Linked DNA regions of Lactuca sativa: region 1 is linked to region 2. The links are chromatin contacts, called in public Hi-C maps. All regions are on one chromosome and are shown on one strand. The core of a region is the stretch at or near the end of the contact, and the rest is flanking DNA. Distances in the headings are between cores, read along the strand shown.

Evidence for each region. Hi-C and Micro-C count contacts between places; a contact is called where the count stands out from the background.
Region 1: a contact with region 2 is called in a Hi-C map of leaf, with 6 times the contacts expected there. The contact joins the promoter of LOC128129336 here to the promoter of LOC111876532 in region 2. A contact is called at or near these places in 2 of 4 Hi-C or Micro-C datasets (both in leaf).

What each region holds. Positions count from the first base shown.
Region 1 is chr9:18,692,627-18,698,776 of Lsat_Salinas_v11, forward strand. LOC128129336 reads right to left here and starts at 4,126. Exons shown (of 3, transcript XM_052767931.1): 1 at 4,034-4,126; 2 at 3,876-3,952; 3 at 2,553-3,038. The coding sequence starts at 4,112. The coding sequence ends at 2,727. LOC111876563 (a long non-coding RNA gene) reads left to right here and starts at 1,485. Exons shown (of 2, transcript XR_002845035.2): 1 at 1,485-1,574; 2 at 2,005-2,250.
Region 2 is chr9:18,469,626-18,475,651 of Lsat_Salinas_v11, forward strand. LOC111876532 (ubiquitin-conjugating enzyme E2 28) reads left to right here and starts at 4,631. Exons shown (of 5, transcript XM_023873082.3): 1 at 4,631-4,788; 2 at 4,985-5,152; 3 at 5,770-5,897; 4 at 5,999-6,026. The coding sequence starts at 5,083.

The sequences.
Region 1 (6,150 bases), core at 2,876-5,375, 220 kb after region 2:
TTTTTGGGAGTTGCTTGTGTACACTGGGCGTACCCAAGCGTACGCTGGGAGTACTTGGCATGGACCTAAAACCCAAATATTTAGTTTTTGTGTACTATTTATTCATCCTCAACTCTCAAGGATCCCTTCATTCATTAGCCTCCAGCCTCATATTCAACCCTTACAAACCCTAATCCATTTTATAGCATCTTTGAGCCTTGAGTGTGTATTTTGGTGATTTTGAAGGAGGAAGAAGGAAGAGGAGACCATCTTAGAAGAGTGAAGCCCCTTAGATACATAAACACATCATCATTTGACACCACTTGGAGGTAAAAAGCTCTGATCTTGATGAAGTTTTGCTTAGATCTTGATTAGCCATGGATTGTGTTCATTTTGGTCCCGTAAACATGACGTATTTGAGTATGAGTTACTCTAATTCATTTGAGTTGTCTTTCAGTTATTTTGGAGTGTTTAGAGCCATAAAAATGTAATCATGGTCCTTAGTTTTCCCCCATGTATGGACTAGGATGTCTTAATGAGTTAAGAAGTTATGGTTTTTGGTTTTAAGCACCTATTAGCCATTCAATATCATAAAGTTGGAAATTTTATGATTAAGGACATCATTTGAGGACTAGATCTAAATTTTGGACAAAAGAGCTTAAGGTATCAAACACTTATTAGAAATAGAGGGTGGCTAACGCGCATGTTGGGCGTACCAGAAGGTATGCTGCGCGTATATGGTCAACATCCCGATTTTTGGTCAAGCTTTGAGTATGTTGAGCGTACAAGTTAAATACGTTGGGCGTACTCAGTTGAGTCAACTTGGTTGACTTTTGAATTTCAACCTTGACCATATTTTGACATGTTGAGAAGAAGAAGAAGAAGAAGGTCGAAGCAAGGAGGTCTGAGAAGAAAGGAACGGTGGGTGGGGAATGTAAACGGCCTGTTAAATGGTTGGTGACATGCTGTAAGAGGTAGAAATTGGGTAAAAAGAAAAACTGAACCAATTTTATGGTCTGTTATTAACGCACCAAAAACTGGACATGCCACAAAATCAAACACGTGGTATGAAATTGTGAGCTTTTATCTCAATAACCTTTGTTTTATTGATTTACTAGTTGTGAGACTTGTATATTATACAGATTGAGTAAAAAAAAATGTTAAATGGAAAGTTTATTTGAATTTGAAATTTAAAAAGAGTGAAAAATATGAGAAAAAGAAACATGCAAAAAAAAAATCTATGTGTTTAGTTGTCATACCCGTGTACTAAACGGGTTAATTATAACAAAATGTTAAATACAAAGTTAAAAATTATAAATTTATTTGAAATTGAAATCGTAATTTCAAATTTTAAATTAATTGTCATTATAATTAGTTTAAGTTATAGAAACTAAATTATTGATATATTAGAAAATGAAAATTGAAATAAATAACAAGGCAAAATTTTTCAAAATTATGATGAGAAAAGAATATATATTTATTTATTAAATATAGATATAGATTCTGTTTTTTACGGAGGGGTAGACTTTTTAACGACCAGCGAGCCGCAACAGAGTAAATTAGGTTGAAAAAAGCTACGAAAAATGTTTTCGAAGGTACGTTCGATCAATTCGACTCCCTCGTGTTTCTCCGTGGTAATCTCATTGATTTCCATTTTCTCGTTTGGTTTGTGATCAATCAATTATAAGGTTTTATATGAATCTGTAATTACAGATTAGGGTTTATCGCACGCGTAGGACTAAGTTTGTTTTTCATGTATTTATAAAACTGATCATGTGATTGTTTCTTTTGATCGTTTCAGAATTGGTATGGTTTTCTTTTCGTTTCGATTCTTGGTTTGAGTTTTTCTATAAATAGTTATCGTTTTGTTGACATTGATGTAACACTAATTTTTAACGTTATTGGTTATAAATGTTACAATGCATATGTGATTTATGTTGATAATACTGTTCTGTTTATTTAAGGAGGTTGTATGTTTGTATTTCTTTTTCTTTCTTTTTTAACATTGAACTAGGGATTGTTCAGATTTGATAATTGTGGCAGAGGAAGAAAATGAAATTGAGATGAAGGAAGAGGTGAAGGATGAAGCTGCAGATGTAAGCATACATTGATGTTTCCTTCTTCTTTCTTTTGTTTAGGTCTGTGTTCGATTGTATTGTGAAGAATTACCGACTTATATTGCCTTCATGTCTATTTCTGGTTGATGTGTTTTGATGTTGCTTTGTTAAAGAAATAATGCATTTGTGATTCATAAATATTGGTTTTGATTCTTATGGCCGGAAGACATGATTTGAAGTCTGTGCTACTTCATTACATGTCATAATGCATGCATGCTTTTTTATTGGTTGATGAGTCTGCTTATGCACTTGCTAAAAGCTGAGGTAAAATCCCTGGTAAACTTATAGAAACATATAATGTTATCCATTTTGCCTATAGAATAACAATGTAGACAGTTTATGATTTGCTTATAAGATGTACATATTTTGCTTTATCACTCGAGCTAATATGGAACTTCCAACAATCTTTTAGTAACTTTTGTATCGTGAAATTTTATTTATTTAGAAAGGCAGGAACATAATTTTTCACCAAATGAGGTAAAAACTCATTTCCATGCTATAACAGTATTGGTATGTAGTAGCATTACATTACAAATTACTTGGTGGATGCACCTCCTCTTATTTCACTATATACATAGTAGTTTTATAAAACCAACAGTCGGCTTATTAAATAAAACAAGTTTTCTAGTTCTAGTATAATAGGAGGGCCAAAAGGGCAAAAACGGAAAATGATGATGCAGTTGCAATCACGGAGCCACTGGCACTGGTCAAACTTGTCCCATTAAAACCATGAGTGCACCCAATGTTGATGGTGTCATTTAGGTTGTTGATAGTGGCTTTGTTTCGAAACACGTAATTTTGTTTAACGTACTTAACACATTTAAGAAGTTGTTGAGTGTGTTGTGCACAACCTCCTTCACAAAATGCTTGTGTCTCATTTGCACTTATGTTCAACCATCCGCCTACATGGAGTGTGAACTTTCCCGGGCAATCCGAAGATACCTGCACAACCACCAATTATCTCCTTTACTTTTTCTTAGATATAATACTGGTTTTGACTTAATGACATTATAATGGGTTAAGCTTTTAACATGAAGATGGACACTTATCCATAACAGTTTCTTTTTTACTTAATATCGACATAATGACTTGATGGGTTAAGCCAAAAAACACAACTTAAATACATTAACCCATTATCTATTTGTCCTTCCTTTTTCCTCCCAGCTTCCAACGTTAAAATTGATGAATGTTGTGAAATTGGTTTTTTAGAATGTTAAGGTAAAATGGTAATTTAGTCTATGGATCATTCATTTTAAAAAAAAAAAAAAAGGCCTTGTGTATATGATATTTTATTTTATATTAGACATCATTATCCCTTGGGCCGTTTTATATTTACAAAACTTAAAAGGAAAGAAAGAAAAGAAACAAAATTGGTTTTTTGGAATGTATCCATTCGGCCGTTTTATATTTACAAAACTGAAAAGGAAATAAAGAAAAGAAACAAAATTGGTTTTTTGGAAATTTGATCTACTTCAAATGGTTTGTTCATTTAAAAAAAAATGGCCTTGTCCATACGATATTTTTTCTCGATTAGACATCACTATCTGAACATGTTTTACATTTACAAAACTTAAAAAGAAATAAAGAAAAGAAACACCACCTTATTTATTCGACTTGGGTTGTATTTTATCTTTATCTAAGCAAATAATATAATTAAATTTTTTGTTAAAAAGGTGAGTGGGCGTGGTGTTTAAAGCTGTCTAAAATGCGTACAACTTCCTATAAATTGATGTATTGAAAAAAAAATTAAAAAATATATGAAAGAAATAGAAAACTTACATTGAGTAGGCAATAGTATGCACTTAGATCTTGTATAAAAGGTGCAAGATTAACGTTGTAAGTGGGGTTCGTTGTATCTGAAAAAAGAACACCCTTAGCAATCAACGCCGTGTATTTCATCATGCAAACTATCAAAATTTGAAAGCAAACAAACTTACTAATCTTGAAGGAACTTGAAATCCCAAAGAAACCCAATAAAGACAATCCGAAAAGCATAAGCATTCGAGAATTTTTCATTTTGATTTGGTGGACAAAACATAAAATTTTGCTATTAATTTATACTTGAAAGAAAGACTATAGACATGAACGATCGTTGAACCAATTTTATCACTAAAAACAATGGGATAACAAAAGTATATCCCATTACATTTGACATAAACAAGAATTAGCTTTCAAAATATTCCATAATGTTCTTTTTGAGATTGTATACCATCAGCAAATCGTTATATGCATTAGATAGTTGTTAAGTGGATTTAGGTATACTTATCCATTAAGTTGGATATACATGTTTATACAATTGTCTTTATTTTGTAAGGTAAAATATATGTAAAATGTACTAACCATTTAATTTATCATAGAATGATCATGTGTCAATAGTGGAAGGATACCAACTACAAGCCTTGTTTTGAGATATTATGTATATTAAACTTGAAGGTGAAAATTTAAAACTTAGGAAACATTAAATCAATCTCATTCTGATTCAAAGGAACCAATAGCTCGACAAATTTTGATAAATGATGTTTTGGCAAAAGAAAATTGCAATAGAAAAATACAATAATGTGAATAGACTTTATAACAACTGGTGTATTTCAGCTAAAACCATTGGCCTCAACAAATTGAGAGGATAATGTGCACATGTGTTGCTTTGATCCATATTATGAATCGAATTAAGCTTTTAAGGGAAAATGACTTAATAGCCCAATTAAGTTTCTAAACCGTTCAAAAAACCCCAATTATGTTTTGTCTGTTCAAAAAAACCTAACAAACTTAACATTTTGTCTAAAAAGTCCAACTAAGTTATACTTTCCTGAAAGTCAAATAAGAGAAACATATGACGTGGCTTATTACCGTATCGGAAAAATGACTTGTTAGACCAACGAAGTTTCCAAAACGTTTAAAAAACTTCAATCATGTTTTGACTGTTCAAAAAAAACCCAACGAACTTAAGCAAAACAAAATTGAGATTTTCTGAACGGTTTGGAACTTTATTGGACTTTTTAGATAAAATGTTAAGTTCGTTGGGTTTTTTTGAACAAACAAAACTTGATTGGGGTTTTTTGAATGGTTTGGAAACTTCGTTGGGCTTTTAAGTCATTTTCCCAAGCTTTTAAATATTTTGAAATGATTTTTCAAACTAAGAGGTGTATGATGAAATTTGTACTACCAAAATATAAAAAAGTAAACCTAGTAAAAGTTTGCTACCTCAATTCTTTTTAGGAATTATGATTTTTTTTTATCATGGAAGTTTCAAAATTGTCAATCATTTGGTCATTAAAGTTTTAATCGCGCTGATTAAGTCCTTAAAGTTTTAATTGTCACTGTTTAGCCACTTGAGCAGTTTTCCGGTTGCCACTTGCCACGTAGTTGCGATGATGCACCTATGTGTTCTAAATAAAGTGTTTTAATTGATGAACTAGCGAAGTTACTTAAACGTCATGATCATTTGCTCCGTTTCTTTTATTTCCTACTCAACTTGATGCACACAAGTGTTTGATGAAGAGAAGGGATAAATAGCCAAATACTAGTGTGGATTGCCTCACAACACTCAAAAAATGATTTCACAATTGTATATTAGTAGGAGTAGGGATAAATATTCGGAGAAGCTTCAAGTCTTGTTCATTGTAATCAGCGAGCTTCATCAAAGGGTGGTGATTAAGGACACATTGATTGACAAACAGAGGGCTTTTGTGAAGGAAGTGAAGTTTGTGTTTTGTTTATTATCTTTTTGGCAAGGACATGGTTGTGTTAAACTTGTAAGTTGTTTTGCTTTGGATCTTTTTGAAGAATGGACTTAACAGGGATGTGTAGTATTTTCTTTTGAATCGTTGGTAATATAATAAATACTTTATCATTCTTGTTATGCTTCAACTTTCGATTGACTTAAACAACTTGACTTGACATAAACAAATTCAACATAAAAAGTACCTAGAAATTGGTTCTTGAAACTTATTTGTCTTTTGATTTCTAATGGATCAAATACAATAGGGATCAATGTTCTATCTTTGCTTAGAAGAGTAAGTCATATGAAGGCTTTTTTGAACCAAAGGAGAGGAGA
Region 2 (6,026 bases), core at 3,381-5,880:
GAACCTTCACCAACGGGATAAGACTTTGCGTGGTTCTTTAGATTTCCCTATCCATGGTTTTTATTGGTTCTTCTACAGAGTGTAGACTTTTATATAACTTGATTTCATCAAGTGAAATAACAAGTGTTTTATCATATAGACACCTCTTAAAATTAGATATGCGAAAGATGGGATGAATGTTATTAAGTTTTTGTGGTAGTCTAAGTTTAAAGGTACAAGACCAATTCTGGTAATAACCTCAAATGGTCTTATGTACTTTGAGTTTTGTATTTCACGCTTTATAAAGCGCATCTTGTCTTTCCTGGGTGAGACCTTCATATGACAAGGTCATCAATCCTGGAATTCCAAGGGTTTTCATTTATCGAAGCCGTAGTGTCTCTGGTTAACTCTGGAAGCTTTATGGAGCTTCCCGATTCGTATTTTGTTTTTAGTAGTTTCTCGGATGAATTCCAGATCAACGAGGGTGATGTGTTGAAATTGGATCGCTAGCTAGTTGCATATTACCTAATTTAGTCTAGTGCAGATGGGATCTATACTTGTGACCACATAAGGTTTTGAATGGAGCAACTTGAATGCTAGTGTGATAATGGTCTCGACTAATTGGTAAATGGGTATCCCATTCTTTACCATAGTTGATCCCATTGAATCATGACTACTCTAGTTCCTAGAGATTTTTTTTAGTGACGGTCTGAACTAGAAGATGATTCTATTATCTCAGTGGAGATAACAGATATTCGCATACCGTGCTCTCACACGTTCCAGTTATCTTCTCTACTAGCCACATTTTCAGGTCTCACGGCTTCCTGTTGAGCCTCCTTACTTTGTGTGGAGAGATTTGAATGGGTTATCATAGTCAATGATTGGAACTATGACCTAGGTACTCTTTTCGACTTAAGGTGTTAGTTACTATATTGGCTTTGTCAAGATGATAACGAATTTCAAATTCGTAGTCATTTAGTAGCTCGACCCACTGTCGTGGTCTCATGTTGAATTCTACCTGGTAGAATACATGATGCTGGCTTTTGCTTCGAAGTTCCTGATCAGACTCATACTTGGCTCATCCATCATCACCTCGTGTATACAAGTCGTATATAATTTAGATTTCCCAAAACGTTCAGATGGGTGACTCTGCCCCAGGTCCACAACCAAACAAGGAACATGAGATAGGCGGAAGCACACATCCTTAATCTTGTTAAGTCTAACTTATATACCACCCTCGTGTATACACTTAGCAACGATAGATCAATTTAATGAGTTCTTAGTCTCTATTCTTGAACTTGACCTGCGGTACAATGATTTTCCTATGAGATCTATTGAGGTATTTCAGTAGTTACTGACTTCTAAGACTACTTCTGTGCTTTTCGTTTGAAGTTTCCTGTCTACTAAGTAGGTTAGAATGGTGTGGTACTCTTCTCATGGGTACTTCTGAAGTTTTGAAACGAGAGGAAACCTAAGGGTTTTTGTGTTATGGATTGAAAGAATTTCATCTTACAGCTGATTAAGGAAAATTTCTCTTATACAACATAAGAATTTTCACATGGTAAGGGCCAGGCCAAACCATGTCGAATGAGGATGTCAGAATTTTCTCGATGAAATAGATATTAAGTCGTTCTGGGATGAATGATTACTAGAATGATATCCTAAGTACCTAAGTTTTTCGCGCTTCTGGTTTTATTCTGTTATTATCACTACGAACCCCTTTTTGATTCGAAGTTGGCGGGTACTACCAATACGAGGGTCCTGATAATTTGAAATTATGAACTTTCATGAAACGATCCTTACTAGGTCTCTCTATAATTGCTTGGTGCATACAAGTCATGTATAATTAAGATTGGTAAGACCTTAGACTAAGCAACCCTGCCCTAAATCCACAACCAAACAAGGAACAAGAAATGAGGCGGGATTACTCACTCTAAGTCTACAAATCTTAATTATAAATGACCCTTATGTATACACTAAGTCATCATAGCTTACCTGTTAGGGTTTCAAATTTTTATATAAGTGTTATGATTTAGTTTGGACGGAAAAGTAATCATAATTATAAATAGTTATCGGGGTTTGGAAGCGTACCGAAATATAGCAAGGTTCTTTGATGCTTTCCCATGTATTGGGATCAAAATCCTCCTGCTCCCCCGTCGTTCTTCTCTGTTGGACAGTCCCTCTTGTAATGTCCTATTTCACCACAAAAGGTGACATATGGGAATGATTCCAACATCGGTAGTTGCAATGATGAACTTGACCGGAGTTCTACAGATGCGGGCGGTATGCCCCTTTATGTTGCATTTATTGCAATGCAGGTCTCGACAAACTCCATGATTATGGTAGGTACACTTGCTGCAATGTGGGAGGTTTCCTAAGTACGGCTTGGTTGGTGCTAGAATAACAGGGCTGATGGGGGTATTGACTGCCCCAGTTTGTTGCCCTCTGTTAGGTTCTTGAGTTGAACAACTCCTTTTCAAGTTCTCGAACTTTCGTGTAAGGATATTAGGCTTAAGGTTCGAGGTGTCCTTACAAGTAAGTACTTGTGGCTGTACTTGATCATCACCACGATCAGGTTTACCGATAGCATTACTACTAACATTTGCATTGTTAGCATTAAGGTGTGCCAGGACAGCTGTTACAGCTGTTGTGACCGCAGCTTGAAACGTAGCTGCATCTATCTGAAGGATTGGTGTTTTGCTGGTGGGTTGGTTACACTTCTTTGGAGGCATGATTATGTTATATGATAAGAAAATGAGTTCGTGAGCGACTATCGTGTCTCTAGATGTATTCTAACCATTTGTATCTATGTATTAATCTTTCGTTTTGTTATATTGTTCTTAATGATTCGACCTACATCCCTATGATGCAGTCCTGGTAAGGAATATAGTTAAGTTTCTTGAATGGTTAGGAACCGAGTATCATCCGAACTAAGTTACCTTCGCTTGGTGGATATTGTTTCCCAATTTTCGAATATATTCGAAAACAATTCATAACAGTGTCTACATAGAATAGACTTATGAATTTGAGAAGTAATCACCATCAATTAAGATTTCGTGATCTGATTTATGGTCATTAGATATGACAGGAAAAGAGGATAAGCTCCAAACCTAATGTGAGTAATGAAATCAATAATTCACTAGGTTGAACCGATTTACTAGTTATTACTTAGATGAAATGGTGCTCAAACTCTTCACATGAATCATGTGTGGTTTTCCTTTGTTCTCCATTTTATTCTCTCTTGGTATTGATTTATTCTCTCCTGGTATCTATACGGTGTTTTTCTCCTATGTAGGTATATTGAATTCCCGAGCTGTCTTACTTCCGATTCTGACCCTGGTCCCCATTGCTTCGTAATGAAGATTTTGAATCTCTGAAGTTCATGCGAATATCTCATTGGTGTCCTTAATAGGGTAAGGGCACTAAATGATTTCAATAGTCTATGTGCTTCTCATATGTTTCTTTCTTGGGATTCCCCTAATGAAATTCTGTTGGATCCTCCTTGACTCTTCTATTGATTTCCAGAGTATTTATCTAAGGGGTTTATACGAGAATGGGAATGTCTAAAGAATCTATGAGAAAATTTAAATTTTTACAAAGGTGATCCTTCCTGGTCCTCCTATAATCACATGGGGTGTACCGATTATATATAATCCAGATCAAATATACCTTCGAATAAGTAATCCTACTCTAAAATCACATCCAAACAAGGAAAATGAAGTAGAGTGAAAATCACCTATTCTAAGTCCATAAAATCTCGGCTATATATAACCTTAACGTATCCAGAAAGGGTCATATATAATTAAGATTTTTAGACTTAGAATTACCTATTCTAAGTGTACGCTTAGAATTACAAGAATACACTTATAGATATTAAGATTACACAAAATAAACATGACTATTTAAAACTTGACATTTTTGGCATTTGTAGAAATATCAGAGAAGATCTACAAAAATGAGATTTTTCTGGGATGAATTCAACATTTTTGCGGATGTTGTTTAAGAAAATGTCAGATTCATATGAAAAAAAACCAATTTTTATAGAACTTTTTGATACTTTCGCGGATAACATCTATGAAAATATTAGGTTTCAGGTAGATCAGGGCTATTTTATGTGCGGATTTAGAAAAAAAAATATAAACTTTATTGGTAATTTTATATTATGTTGTTTAGAATATTATGCGAAAACCAAAAGAGAAAAAAGAAAATAATATTTTCTACCTTAAATAGGAGGAGACCATAATAGACCATTAAACTCGGCCAAAAGTTAGATTTTTTCAACATAGTAGGAGATTTCGGTAGCCCATCTTCTCATTTTCGTAGGTAGAACTCTAAATTCTTTAGTTTTATTAAAAAATTAAAGATTTTCATATTTGGAGCTTAAAGAGATTTTCACAAGTCTCACATAACTATTTTGATCCATCTTATAAATTATAACTAAAATTTAAAAAATAATAAACAAAATTAATCTGCTTAAAAGAAAAATAAAATCTCTAGGATTAAAAAAGTTCTTAGATTTTAAAGAAAAATAATAAATTTTTTGATTAAAAAAAGATATCTCTGGCGTAAAAGTGGGCCGAAGTTGGAAAACGAGAAAAGTCGCCTTTACAGTCCGACGCCCGTTTATCTCACGCCAACTTTGTGGGGCCCGCAATTGAAAGAAAATTCTAGAAGCTGATCGCCCTATAAATTTGATACGCTGTAAATTTAAGCCAAACCCTAGTTCCATTTCGATCTATTGCTGTCTCTGCTCCTCAAATTGTTACACCACCAATTACAACAGTTTTGCTTCCATATATCTTCGATCAGGTACTTCCTCCTTCACGTATAAAGACATATAGCTGAATTCTATTATCTGTATATGTAGTATACGCGACAATCAAAATTTGATTGTTTGTATGCACAGGGTTATGGTAGTATAGATCTCTGATTGCTCGCTTGGGTATTTTGATTGTCGTTGTGTCAATTGTCTCGTGGACTGATTTCTTATTCTTATTTGAATTAGGGCGTGGTTAGACGGTGCTGATTTTTTGGCTGTGCACTTGCGATCTGCTTTTACATTTTGGTGAGAGTAAAGCTCTGAGATCGTAAGTAGCTCTGGTGATGGCGTCGAAACGTATCTTGAAGGAACTCAAGGATTTGCAGAAGGACCCTCCTACGTCATGCAGTGCCGGTAAAACTACTTGTTTTCATTCTTAAGTTTAATTCTCGTAAGGAATCATGTTTTGCCATGATTGATTTGTGCTAGAACAAGTTTATATTGTTTGATTGCAAGTAAATGATGTTTTAATCGGGTGAAAGCATGCTTATCAACAAGGTTTTGGTTAGGGGGTGTGGGTAATTCAGGGAAACCATTTTTGTATGGTATCTAATGACCCACTGCAAGTATATATAGTTATACATAGAGCTTAAGGAACCAAATATTCTCTGTAAACGTTATTGTTATCCTGCAGTGGATGTTGTGCGTCCTCTTGTTATACTGTGTCAATAGTGGCTGAATGATAAAGATGCCTGATTTATGATTCTTTATACAAAATTGATCGCTCAATGGAATTCTTTGAGTGAATACTATTTAGGTGCTTTTACTTCTCTTGACTAATGACATCGAGGTATTTCAAGGTTGATATGTTAAATAAATAACTTGTGATCACATATGTAATCCTATTTGCTTAAGTAAGTTGACAATATCTGAATGATAAGTCTTCCTGAATTAGATTCTTTGTATTGAGAACTGATCTTAGACCTTAATATATGCATAAGCTGATGTAATTTTGTTTATTGTTATTATAGGTCCAGTTGCAGAAGACATGTTTCATTGGCAAGCAACAATCATGGGACCTAATGATAGTCCATACTCTGGTGGTGTGTTCTTAGTTTCAATTCATTTCCCACCTGACTACCCCTTCAAGCCTCCTAAGGTAGATTTGCTTCTTCTGTTTTTTTATCAAACATATGATTTCTGGTATTCTTTTAGGTCCTTGTACTTGAAAGATTAAAGTTTGTAGAGTTTGATTTTCAGGTTGCATTTAGGACGAAGGTGTTCCATC